Linked DNA regions of Mus musculus: region 2 is linked to region 1. A link is a contact called in public promoter capture Hi-C data. All regions are on one chromosome and are shown on one strand. Each heading gives the region's core, a stretch centred on a gene start, on an enhancer-like site or on the middle of the called end of the contact. The rest is flanking DNA. Distances are from core to core; before and after follow the strand shown.

What was found. Promoter capture Hi-C pulls out the DNA fragments that hold promoters and counts their contacts.
Region 2: a contact with region 1 is called in a promoter capture Hi-C map of liver, with 5 times the contacts expected there. The contact joins the promoter of Nkx2-2os here to the promoter of A930019D19Rik in region 1. A contact is called at or near these places in 7 of 39 promoter capture datasets (the 3T3-L1 cell line, 3T3-L1-derived adipocytes, embryonic stem cells and 3 more) and 2 of 9 other capture datasets (embryonic stem cells and embryonic tail).

What each region holds. Positions count from the first base shown.
Region 1 is chr2:146,257,298-146,262,208 of GRCm38.p6, forward strand. It overlaps A930019D19Rik (RIKEN cDNA A930019D19 gene), which reads left to right and starts at 1,989. Exons shown (of 4, transcript NR_040619.1): 1 at 1,989-2,096; 2 at 3,579-3,669. Ralgapa2 (Ral GTPase activating protein, alpha subunit 2 (catalytic)) reads right to left here. Exons shown (of 41, transcript NM_001033348.3): 39 at 3,069-3,190.
Region 2 is chr2:147,182,656-147,187,733 of GRCm38.p6, forward strand. It overlaps Nkx2-2os (NK2 homeobox 2, opposite strand), which reads left to right and starts at 1,428. Exons shown (of 6, transcript NR_030769.3): 1 at 1,428-1,705. It overlaps Nkx2-2 (NK2 homeobox 2), which reads right to left and starts at 3,747. Exons shown (of 2, transcript NM_010919.2): 1 at 3,105-3,747; 2 at 497-1,902. The coding sequence starts at 3,363. The coding sequence ends at 1,340. 6430503K07Rik (RIKEN cDNA 6430503K07 gene) reads left to right here and starts at 4,769. Exons shown (of 3, transcript NR_108091.1): 1 at 4,769-4,802; 2 at 5,048-5,078.

The DNA of each region.
Region 1 (4,911 bases), core at 739-3,238:
AGTTAACCCTTTATAGTCCTCTCTGCTGCTCCCCTTCCGTGATAACATGAAAACACAAACTTAGCACTCTACTCCCATAGCTCTGTGGGTTAAGAATATACAAATATGCATGCATAAAACATATAAATGTTAATATCAGCTTCCTTTTCGATTATTTATTACTTGCCAATATGGGAAGGGATCAAATTGCAAACTGCAGGCAGGGCTAGGTAAAAAAGCTATCCAAATACCTTTCATACAGAGTATTATTAATTCTAACAATAGATGCAACAGATACCAAGGGCTGCTTTAAAATAGCATTTCTGGTTGGGAGATGAATTCTCCTTTTAAAGGAGTTGACAGAAGATGAACTCTTATATTTGAGTCCCATGTCCCTATTCAGAGCTCATGGTGTACCTTGGATAGAAGTACACTCACTCATTTGGGTGCTCTGGCTCCTAGGCCTCTGTGGTCAGGGAGTGTGGCAGGCACAGGCTTTTCCCATCAACAGAGTCTATGGTCAAGCTCAGCTGCACATCTCTCTACAGTGGGGCTGTGCTGCTCTCTGGCTGTGCTGTATTATACAGTGCAGTACCTTCCTTAAAGACTGTATCCTAGGGAAGCCTGTCATATGTATGTAAAGCGCTTGGGCGCCCACGTCCCTGCTTTGATGATGTAAATGGCCACAGACAGTTTGACTGGACCCTGTGTGTAAGAAGTTCAGGGTCCATTTTTCCAGGTGGTCTGGAAGAACAGACTTCACCTCAGTCTCTGAGTGTAAGTTGGCTGGGCTGGGCTCATCTGGTTTTGACTGTGTTTGTCCTAAGAAAATAAAAAAACCACTATGAATAAGTGAAAAGTCTTTTCCTCTGTGAAAATAGGGGTGAAGCTGCACATACACCAGGAAGAATACAGCTCTGAGAGGTGCCCCTGCACAGATGAGGCTGTGAACCCCATTCTCACTGCACTGCCCTCACACTGCAGTTCAAATAGATTGCATTTCTATCTCTTTCCTTATCACTGTGAAGGGCAAGCAGAAGTTGTGAACATGACGGGATGCGGTGCTGATGTTGATCTGAAGGATAAAATCCATTTGCTTTGGTGTTCTATATTTGGTTTCTTGCCCCATATATAAAAGTTCTAATGTCTGTCCTGACAAGCTGTTGGAATTTTTACTAAATAATTAAAGAAAAAAAAAACAGGACATTCTCTAAAACAAAACAAAACAAAAAACAAAAAAACAAAATCTACCCTTCTCCAAAGTGGTCACACAAATCAAAATGCTCCTACAGTCCTAAGAACTGAATTGGTTGAACTTTATTTATACAGAGGCTAAAATATACATAGAAAATAACAGCCATCATTATTTCAATAACATTGATCATCATCAACTTTAAAAATAAAAAGTTAGGAAATATAAACATTTATCATTTCATTTTTTTCTTTTATTTTTAAGAAATGAAATGTTTTCTTAGAAGTTAAAAAAAAAAAAAAACAACAAAAACAAAACCAAAAACAAAAAAAAACAAAAAAAAAAAAAACCAAGAAACAAACCCAAAACCAAAGCCTCTGCTGAGAAACGCCGAGTCCCAGCGTCTCCAAAGGATGGGAAGAGACTGAATGGAGCTGGAAAGCATTAGCTTGCTGTGGATTCCTCCTGTTCTTTCACTGAAAAATTAGACACAATTTTAAACCGCTAGCCAGACTGGGTATGAAATCTTCATTTCCCTTGAAACAGATTTTTTTCTTGTCTTAGATAGAATGCTGGCAGAGCGTATAAAAGAATTCAATTCACAGCTGTTCTACTTTTTTTAATGTAAGAAACATTAATCAAAGCTTTAAGTTATAAGCTTTTCTCATGTTGCTCAGTATCCCAGTTCAACAAAGATCAATAGAGGCCATCCCTGTGTTTCTCTCGCCTCACCAGGAAGCAGAGGCGTGATTATGTAAATGGAGCTCTGCACCTCTGCCAGCTTGCTTATCTCCCAAGCCTTCTGCCTGCTGCTCCTGGCTTCCCAAGCAAGTGCCTGCCTCTCTCTCTTATCTCCCAACAAAGCTCCAAGAGGCACGGCCTGAAGCCAGCGATGTTAAACAATGACGCATGGCTGATTTTATTTGTAAGTGATTTATTTCACTGAATTTAATTTTTTTCACTTTGTGTGTAAGATATTTGTTAACAAGTCAGCACAGGAGAAGCAAGCCTGGTTCAGAAGCAATTAACACAGGCTAGAAATCTATTAAGCATCCTTATAGCTATGCTGAAACCAGGGAAGGTGAGGGAAGCCCCTCATTGAGATTTTCAACATGCTGTACACTAAATATTCCACTTACTGTCTGACAGGCAATTAATCTGTAACAGCACATGAAAATAATTTACCAGTAATAATTTTATTCTTTAAAAAAACCTGTAATAATCATACCAACAATTTAAGTGGCAGGACATACTTTTTTCAAATTGATAGTATTATATAGAAATAGTATGTATCTAAAAATAAGGGAATCCATGGAAAATTCCACTGACCTACTAAATGAAAGCCATTATAATTTACTTTCTAAAGGCTCCACACCAGGTGCTGCTGTGGTCAGTGGCTTGTCCACATGACACTGGTGTACGAGGCCCTCTGTAATGACAGGCCTGGGGACACTGTCCTTCCCTGTCTCTGGCAGTAATCCCTGACCCTGGTATCTCAGCAGCATAATCCCCATTTAGCATTAGAGCGACGGCTTCAACTGTGAGGAACTCTTTTCTGATAAGTATGCAGTGATTTGGGCATCGCTTTTAAACACCATATTCCCAGCTCAGCAAGAAACTCACACTCCTGAATGAACCGGAGCACATTATTGAGAAAAAGTTCATTAACCTTGCTAGATTCGAGGGTTAACAGGATAGCAGAAGAAAGGAACACAGCGAACAGCTCGGATACAAAACAAATTAAAATGAATGTCATCATTCCTTTTGAAATTCATTAGTTGATTCAGAGGGGGAACGTTCTTCTTAAATTTGCAAGCATTTATCTGTGAAAAACAGGTGTACATCTGCTACTCAATACGTCTTAAGCGGGAGGGAGGAGAATCATGTAGACACTCACCCGTTCCACTGACAGAGTAGCTGGGAGAGGGAGAAAAGACTTGAGCAGCGAAATCCTCAAATGTCATGACTTCCCGGTGGTTTTGAATTATTGCTTCCAGATACAGAGCTCGCTCTTCGTAGCTTCGGTAATTAGTTAAGGAGACAAACACACGTGCAATTTTGCATGCAGAGCAGTGGGTGATTTGTTTTAAATGCAGTTACTCAGCTTTCCCGTTCTAATGCTCATCACTTACCCTTGGAAACTCTTCAGCATTTTGCCAGAAAATTAAATATTTGTCACATATAATAGTGAGATGCTAGTTCTTAAAACCTAGGTTTCTTTCAGGTAACATCATATATAATATTACACACACACACACATATATAAATATAAAATGTTACAAAATTATAGCAAAGTGCTGATTATTATACCATCTCGAAGGCTGGCTCAAGCCAGGAGAGAGGTGGTCGAGTAGACCAACATTGGAATGGTATGGCGTGACAGCCTTCCTCTTCACTCCGGATCTAGGTAACAAGGATTCTCATCTCAATCTAAGGACACAAGGAACTGATACTTCAAGTAAGAGCTGGTGATGTAGTGGTGAGCACTTTCAACAAAGGTAAGAAAACATAACCTAGTGGGAGGAGGAGGCTAGGAGTTATATTCTGCAAGGGCAGCAGAGCCTCTAAGCAGGGTAAGTGATGAGCATTAGAAAATGAAAATGGAGATGGACGGAGATTGTAGCAAATGGTATACAGTGCAACTGCAAAAAAATAAAAAGAGAGAAACCATTGCCGTCTAATTAAAGCTGCAGTCTGGAACACACAACATTCAAATGTGTAATCAAAAACCAGTCACCAATAAAACTTACAAGCGTAACACGCTGAAGCAACTTTCCAGCTGTCTTAATAGGACCCCTGCTTGTGGCAGCCTTTCACAGGGCAGAAAGCAAATCTTCCCCTTTGTGTGAGGCTTCTGTTTCCTCTGAAGGTGAATCATGCACTTCCAATAAGAGGAGCAGTCAGAATGATCTGACAATGAATGGAGGCGCTACACATATAACTTTAGGAATTAGCACTGGGGGAAGCCAGCATGATGTCTCATTTTCCCTTCCTCATTACTGATGCAAAAGTTAAAGGATGTGTTTTGATTATTTTGAAAAATTGTGCGATTTCTTCATGAACACAAAACCCAGAGAATGTAGATTCCCCTTAGATTTTTATCTTGGGCTGCAAAGAAACATGATTCTGTATGTCTCACACTCTGTGTGTCTTAAAACAATCCTTTCACGATAAGTTGGGAGTGATTATGCCCTTCCAAGGAGTTTCTCTAGAGCTTGTTTTAAAACTGGAGCCGCTTTCCTATTTTCTTTTGGTAGAGTCTTGATACTGATCTCCAGATGCAGGTTCTCTCCCCACTCCTGTATCTTCAGGGATGGAGTCACACCAGGAGGGGACCTGAAGCTCTCTGGAGCAATGCTGACTACCTGGGAGCTACATGACTACCACAATTTCAATGTTTATTAACTGAGGTGCAAAAGGAACAGCTATGCTTCCCTGCCCCATCTGTATATTTCAAATAGTTATCAAGTCAAACTGCAGATACAGGATCTGGTGCAGGCACAAATGTAGAACGTAATGTTGGGATATGCTTCATGCTAGAATTTCCCTTAGAAACTCTTAGAAAAAATGGAGACTATGCACTGGAAGCTTTCAAAAGTGGCCCCTCTGAAGATACATGATTTTTTTCTTTGGATGGTCACAACAGTCCCAGGCCTGGGCAGTGTGAGCTAGAGCTGGCTCCTGGGCTGCAGGCTGAACTCCTGGTGACTTGCCTTAATGAACAGGCTGCCAAACTTCCT
Region 2 (5,078 bases), core at 178-2,677, 920 kb after region 1:
TAGCCATCAAGTGTAGTGGTTTCAACAGCTTTTCAGGCTGAAGGAGCCACTCAGAGATTTGGGCGAGTGAGGGGGGCTTGCTTTCCTTGTTTGGCGCTACCCAAAGTCACTTTCCCTCCCCCTGTTGGGGATTCAGAGAGTGCACAGAAGCCGGAGAGCGCCAGGCCAACAAGGACTTTGGACCACTGGCTAGCAGGCTGAAGGCCAAGCTGCTCTGGTCCTGCGCGGAATCGTTTGGGTCAGCCCGCCTGAGGCCTATCCCGTGCACTCCTCCACTGTCTGGATAACCCCGCGGCCACTGCGCTGCGAGAGGAAACGCCAGAACTAGCCCAGAATACAGCCCTAGGCTCCAGATTTGAGGTTGACGCCCCTTCCAACTCGGCCCGGGAGGGAAAGTAACAAACTCAAGAACTGGGCTTGGTTTTGTGTTTGTTTGTTTTTTTAAACACAGGATTTTTATTAAAATTCTTATTTAAAAAAATCGAAAGCTTTCAGCGCCCGGCGCTCTTGGGGAAACCACGTGAAACTGCTGAGTTCCAAGCTCCGATGCTCAGGAGACGAAAAAGGGGGCCCGGGGGTGAGTTCCCTACACATATTTTCCTTTTTCATAGTTGAAAAATGTTTGCACTGAACAAATTAAAAATAAAAATAAAAATAAAAATAAAAACCCGCTGCAACTCAAACATAACCCACCGAAAACAAACGACAAAGAGAGGCAGGCCCGGTGGGGATACAGGCCCATCCAGAACGTCATTTGGCAACGATCACTAGCGATATTTACAACGAAGAGCGAAATTTGCCACCAGTTGTCAGAACGTGTACATGGCCATAAATATTTAGCATTTTCTTATAAAAAAAGAAATCCTCTATATTTTAAAGTGTTCTCCACTTGCTTTTAGAAGGCTGACAATATCGCTACTCACACAAACATAGTTTACAAAATTCACGAAAGCAGTGCGGGGGTGGGGTGGGGTGGGGGCCGGTTGGTCCTTTCTCTTTTCAAGTGACAACGTTAACGTTGGGATGGTTTGGTCCCCTCAGGGAGAGAGAGGCAAAGAAGCAAAGCTGCACAAACATTCTGTAAACACGGCTTAGAGTTCTATCCTCTCCAAAAGTTCAAAGGGGAGAGCGATGGGGCAGAGTCAATGGAATCTGCCACTCGGGGAGGCACAGGCAACCTCCCTGTGCCTCCTCAACTGAGTCGAAAGTCAGACTCGACTCTATAATAATAATTATAATAATAATAATAACAACCGTGGTAAGGATCGAGTCCTCCTCGCCACCGGCGCCGCTGGGGTGGGGCCAGGGCCTAAGGCCTCCAGTCTTGGAGGGGCGGCGCTCACCAAGTCCACTGCTGGGCCTGGACCAGGGGGTGTGCTGTCGGGTACTGGGGGGTGCTGGCCGAGCTGTACTGGGCGTTGTACTGCATGTGCTGCAGCGACTGCGCGCTGTAGGCGGAAAAGGGGATGCCTGCCTGGAAGGTGGCGGCTGCCAGGTCCTGGGCTTTGAGCGCGTGGCACGGTTTGCCGTCCCTGACCAAGACCGGCACTGCCACACGGCGCGGCGAGGGCAGAGGCGTCACCTCCATACCTTTCTCCGCCCGGGCACGTTTCATCTTGTAGCGATGGTTCTGGAACCAGATCTTGACCTGTGTCGGCGTGAGACGGATGAGGCTGGCCAGGTGCTCGCGCTCGGGCGCCGACAGGTACCGCTGCTGCCGGAAGCGCCGCTCCAGCTCGTAGGTCTGCGCTTTGGAGAAGAGCACTCGGCGCTTCCGCTTCTTGCCTGCGTCCCCCCCGCCGCCCTGGGTCTCCTTGTCATTGTCCGGTGACTCGTCAGCCGAGGGCTCTGGGGATTTGGAGCTCGAGTCTTGGGGGGGAGCGCTGGCCGCCAGCCCGTGCACTGGGTGGGGGGGGGGGGGGGAAGAGAAGCGCATCAGGCGGCTGGAGGCCAAGTGCCACCTGGGTCACCCGGAGTCCCAGGGCTCTTCCGTGGGCCCTTGGCCCACTGGACCAGCCCAGACCCGCTGCCTTTGCAGCAATCCCCGCCCGAGTAAGCCGTCGGGGTCTGCTAGGGTTCAGAGGAGAGTCTGCGCAGCGGGGGCTCTGAGGCATAAGTTTCTAGGGGTTCCCACTATTCAGGAGAATTTAGTGCGAAGCGCAGAGTGTGGACGGTCATTGAGGGTTAAGGGCTCTGGACCCCTTAAACAGTTTCCTCTTTGGAGAGACGTGGGCAGATTTTTAAAAGGAAAACCTCACAATCCCAGCATTGATGGGCTTGGCGGGGTAAACCAGGTTTGGGGGGCTTTCGCTTTTGCTTTCGGACTTTCTGGATGGACACCCACACCCGCCGCTGCACGCACCACATAGTTTTTCTCTTTCTTTCTTTCTTTCTTTCTTTCTTTCTTTCTTTCTTTCTTTCTTTCTTTCTTTCTTTCTTTCTTTCTTTCTTTCTTTCTTCCTTCCTTCCTTCCTTTCTTTCTTCCTTCCTTTCTTTCTTTCTTTCTTTCTTTCTTTCCTTCTTTCTTTCTTTCTTTCTTTCTTTCTTTCTTTCTTTCTTTCTTTCTTTCTTTCTTCTTTCTTTCTTTCTTTCTTTCTTTTTTCTTTCTCTCTCTCTCTCTCTCTCTCTCTCTCTCTCTCTCTCTCTCTCTCTCTCTCTCTCTTTCTTTCTTTTTTTTTTACAATCATGCAGGGGCAGGGATGAGCTATTATACCCCAAGCCTCCTCCACCCTCTACTGCTAGCCGGACCCTGACCAGGGATCCCTGCTCCAGAGAGCAAAGCCAAGTCCTCTGGGCCATCTGAGTCCAGGGTACTCCGGCCAGAGCCATAAGTCCGGTTGACATCTCTAGCCAGCTTTTAGAAAGCGTCTCTCTTGTCTTTTGCTTTAATTTCTCCCGTAGAAAATATATGGCATCAGAGACTGGGAAGGGATGTCTACCGAGGAGGGAAAAGGGCATACTAAGCAAATGTTTCAAAATCTAGGGATCCGGGATGGGACTTGGACATTAAATGGCTTCTTCCCCAAAACTCCCAGCGTCCACCCGGGTTACTGCCTCAGCAATGGAGGCAGCCACAGCCGTTGCGGCCAAGTTTCGCTACTTACGGGAGTATTGGAGGCCCTCGGTGCTGGCCAGCCAGCGAGTGTAGGGGTTGTCGCTGCTGTCGTAGAAAGGGCTCTTAAGGGGCAGGCTCTGCACAGCGTCCAGGGCGCCCTGCCCCAGCGGCCCGGCCCTCTTGGCGGGCTCCGGCCCTTCGCTCTCCTCCTCTGGCCCTTCGGCCACCGAGCCGTCTTCATCGTTGGTGTCCGGAAGGTCCAAGATGTCCTTGACTGAAAACCCCGTCTTTGTGTTGGTCAGCGACATGGTTCCGGACCCCGCAATTTATGCCACAAAGTTGTAGCCTCACTTGGTCAATTCGTGGCTCTCCCCAGCCCCAGCGGGCGGGGGAGGGGGGTTTAAGGAAAGGAATGGGGGGAGGGATGGGGGATGGGTTTTAATTATTGGGATAATTATTATTTAAAATGAGAGGACACTGTGGGGGGAAAAGGGAAAGGGGAAAAAAAATAAAGCCCACCCGGTGCCTCTCTCTTCTCGGAAAGCACGCAGAAATGTAGGCTGTGACTGGGGGCCTGCGCGCCCAGCGCCGCGCGGCCTCAGTTTGTAACTCCAGGAGAGGTGCCAAGGTGCCGTCAGCTCCGGCTCCGGCGGCCGCTCCGCGCGCGGTGGCGGCTGGTGGCGAGGAAAAAATGGGCCATTGCCTGAGCGATCAGTCCATATAAGGCTGGGCTCCACTCACGAACCTGGGGAGGGGGGAGGGGGAGAAAAAGGGAGGGAGGAAAAGAGGGAGGGGGTCGAGGGAGCGAGAGAGGGGTGAAAAAAAGGGGGGAAGAGACATTAAAACCGCAAAGGTTGGCCACGTGTGGGCGGGTCTTGGGAGTCAAGTGGATGAAGACAGTATTTGCAGATGTGAAATTGTGGGTTTTGGGGAGCTCTGCGCTCCCAGCCAACAGCCCTCTAGAGCAAGATGAGAGGTGTAACGTGTCAATTAATTGCAAAGATGGGGAGAGCTTTTTTTCTCCCTCAGTATTTACATACAAAGGACCACCGCGTCGCTCTCGAGTCCACACACTTGAAAAGAGCCGTTTTAACAAATTGCATCTTAAGGGGGGGGGGTTTGGGGTGAGAAAGAAAACAAAACAGAAAGGAGGGGGCAAAGAATCCTTTTTAACATTCACAGGTTTCTACCTCTCCACGCCCCGTGCACAAGCCCCCTCCTTCAGCCCCCCAACTAGCCAGAAAATTAGCGATTTGTGGTGCCTTTGGAAAAGGGGGAGGGGGTGAAGGCTGAGCCGCTGAAATCTCTCCTTCCCATCGCTGGTGGTTCCCTAAACAAGATCCAGTTCAAATGGCAAGAGCCCAACTTCTGTAAGCCTCCTAGGTCAATATTTTGGTTGAAGCTTAAGGATGAGTACTAGAAATGACAAGTCAAGTAATTGATTCTAGTTAACCGCGAAAGAGCTGGAAACCCAGGAGAGGAATAGGCTTGGACATGCCAGAGCTACCACTGAGGACCACCCCCCTCCGGCCGCCTTTTATTTGCTAAAGACTCATTTACCTCCCCCCCCCCCCCAGCCCCCAGTTTCCTAGCGGAGGAAGAGGACTGGCCCTCCACTTTCTGCTCTGCGGGCGGTCTAGAGAAGGGAGGGGCGGGAGCCTGCGGCTCTAGCAGTGGCAGGGTTCGGACCTGCGCCCTAGCGCCTGTGGCCTCAGCTTATTTCCAGCTGGCGAAGGGAAGAGCCTGGGTACCCTGCTACCTTTTTACTATCCTAGCCTCCCAGGCCCTCTACCCTCCCAACCTCCAGCTAAAGGTGGAGCGGCGGGAAGAAAGAGAGGTGGTATTGTGTGTGTGTGTGTGTGTGTGTGTGTGTGTGTGTGCGTGCGCGCGCGCGCCTCCGATCCGGGTGAAGACCCAGAAATCCACGGAGACGAGGTCGAAGGTCTAGTGGATGTTGCTGCGTTGTCTTTATGTTTGCTTCTTACGTTTTAGTTTCTCCAGTTTTTTTCTCCTCGGGGAGTGC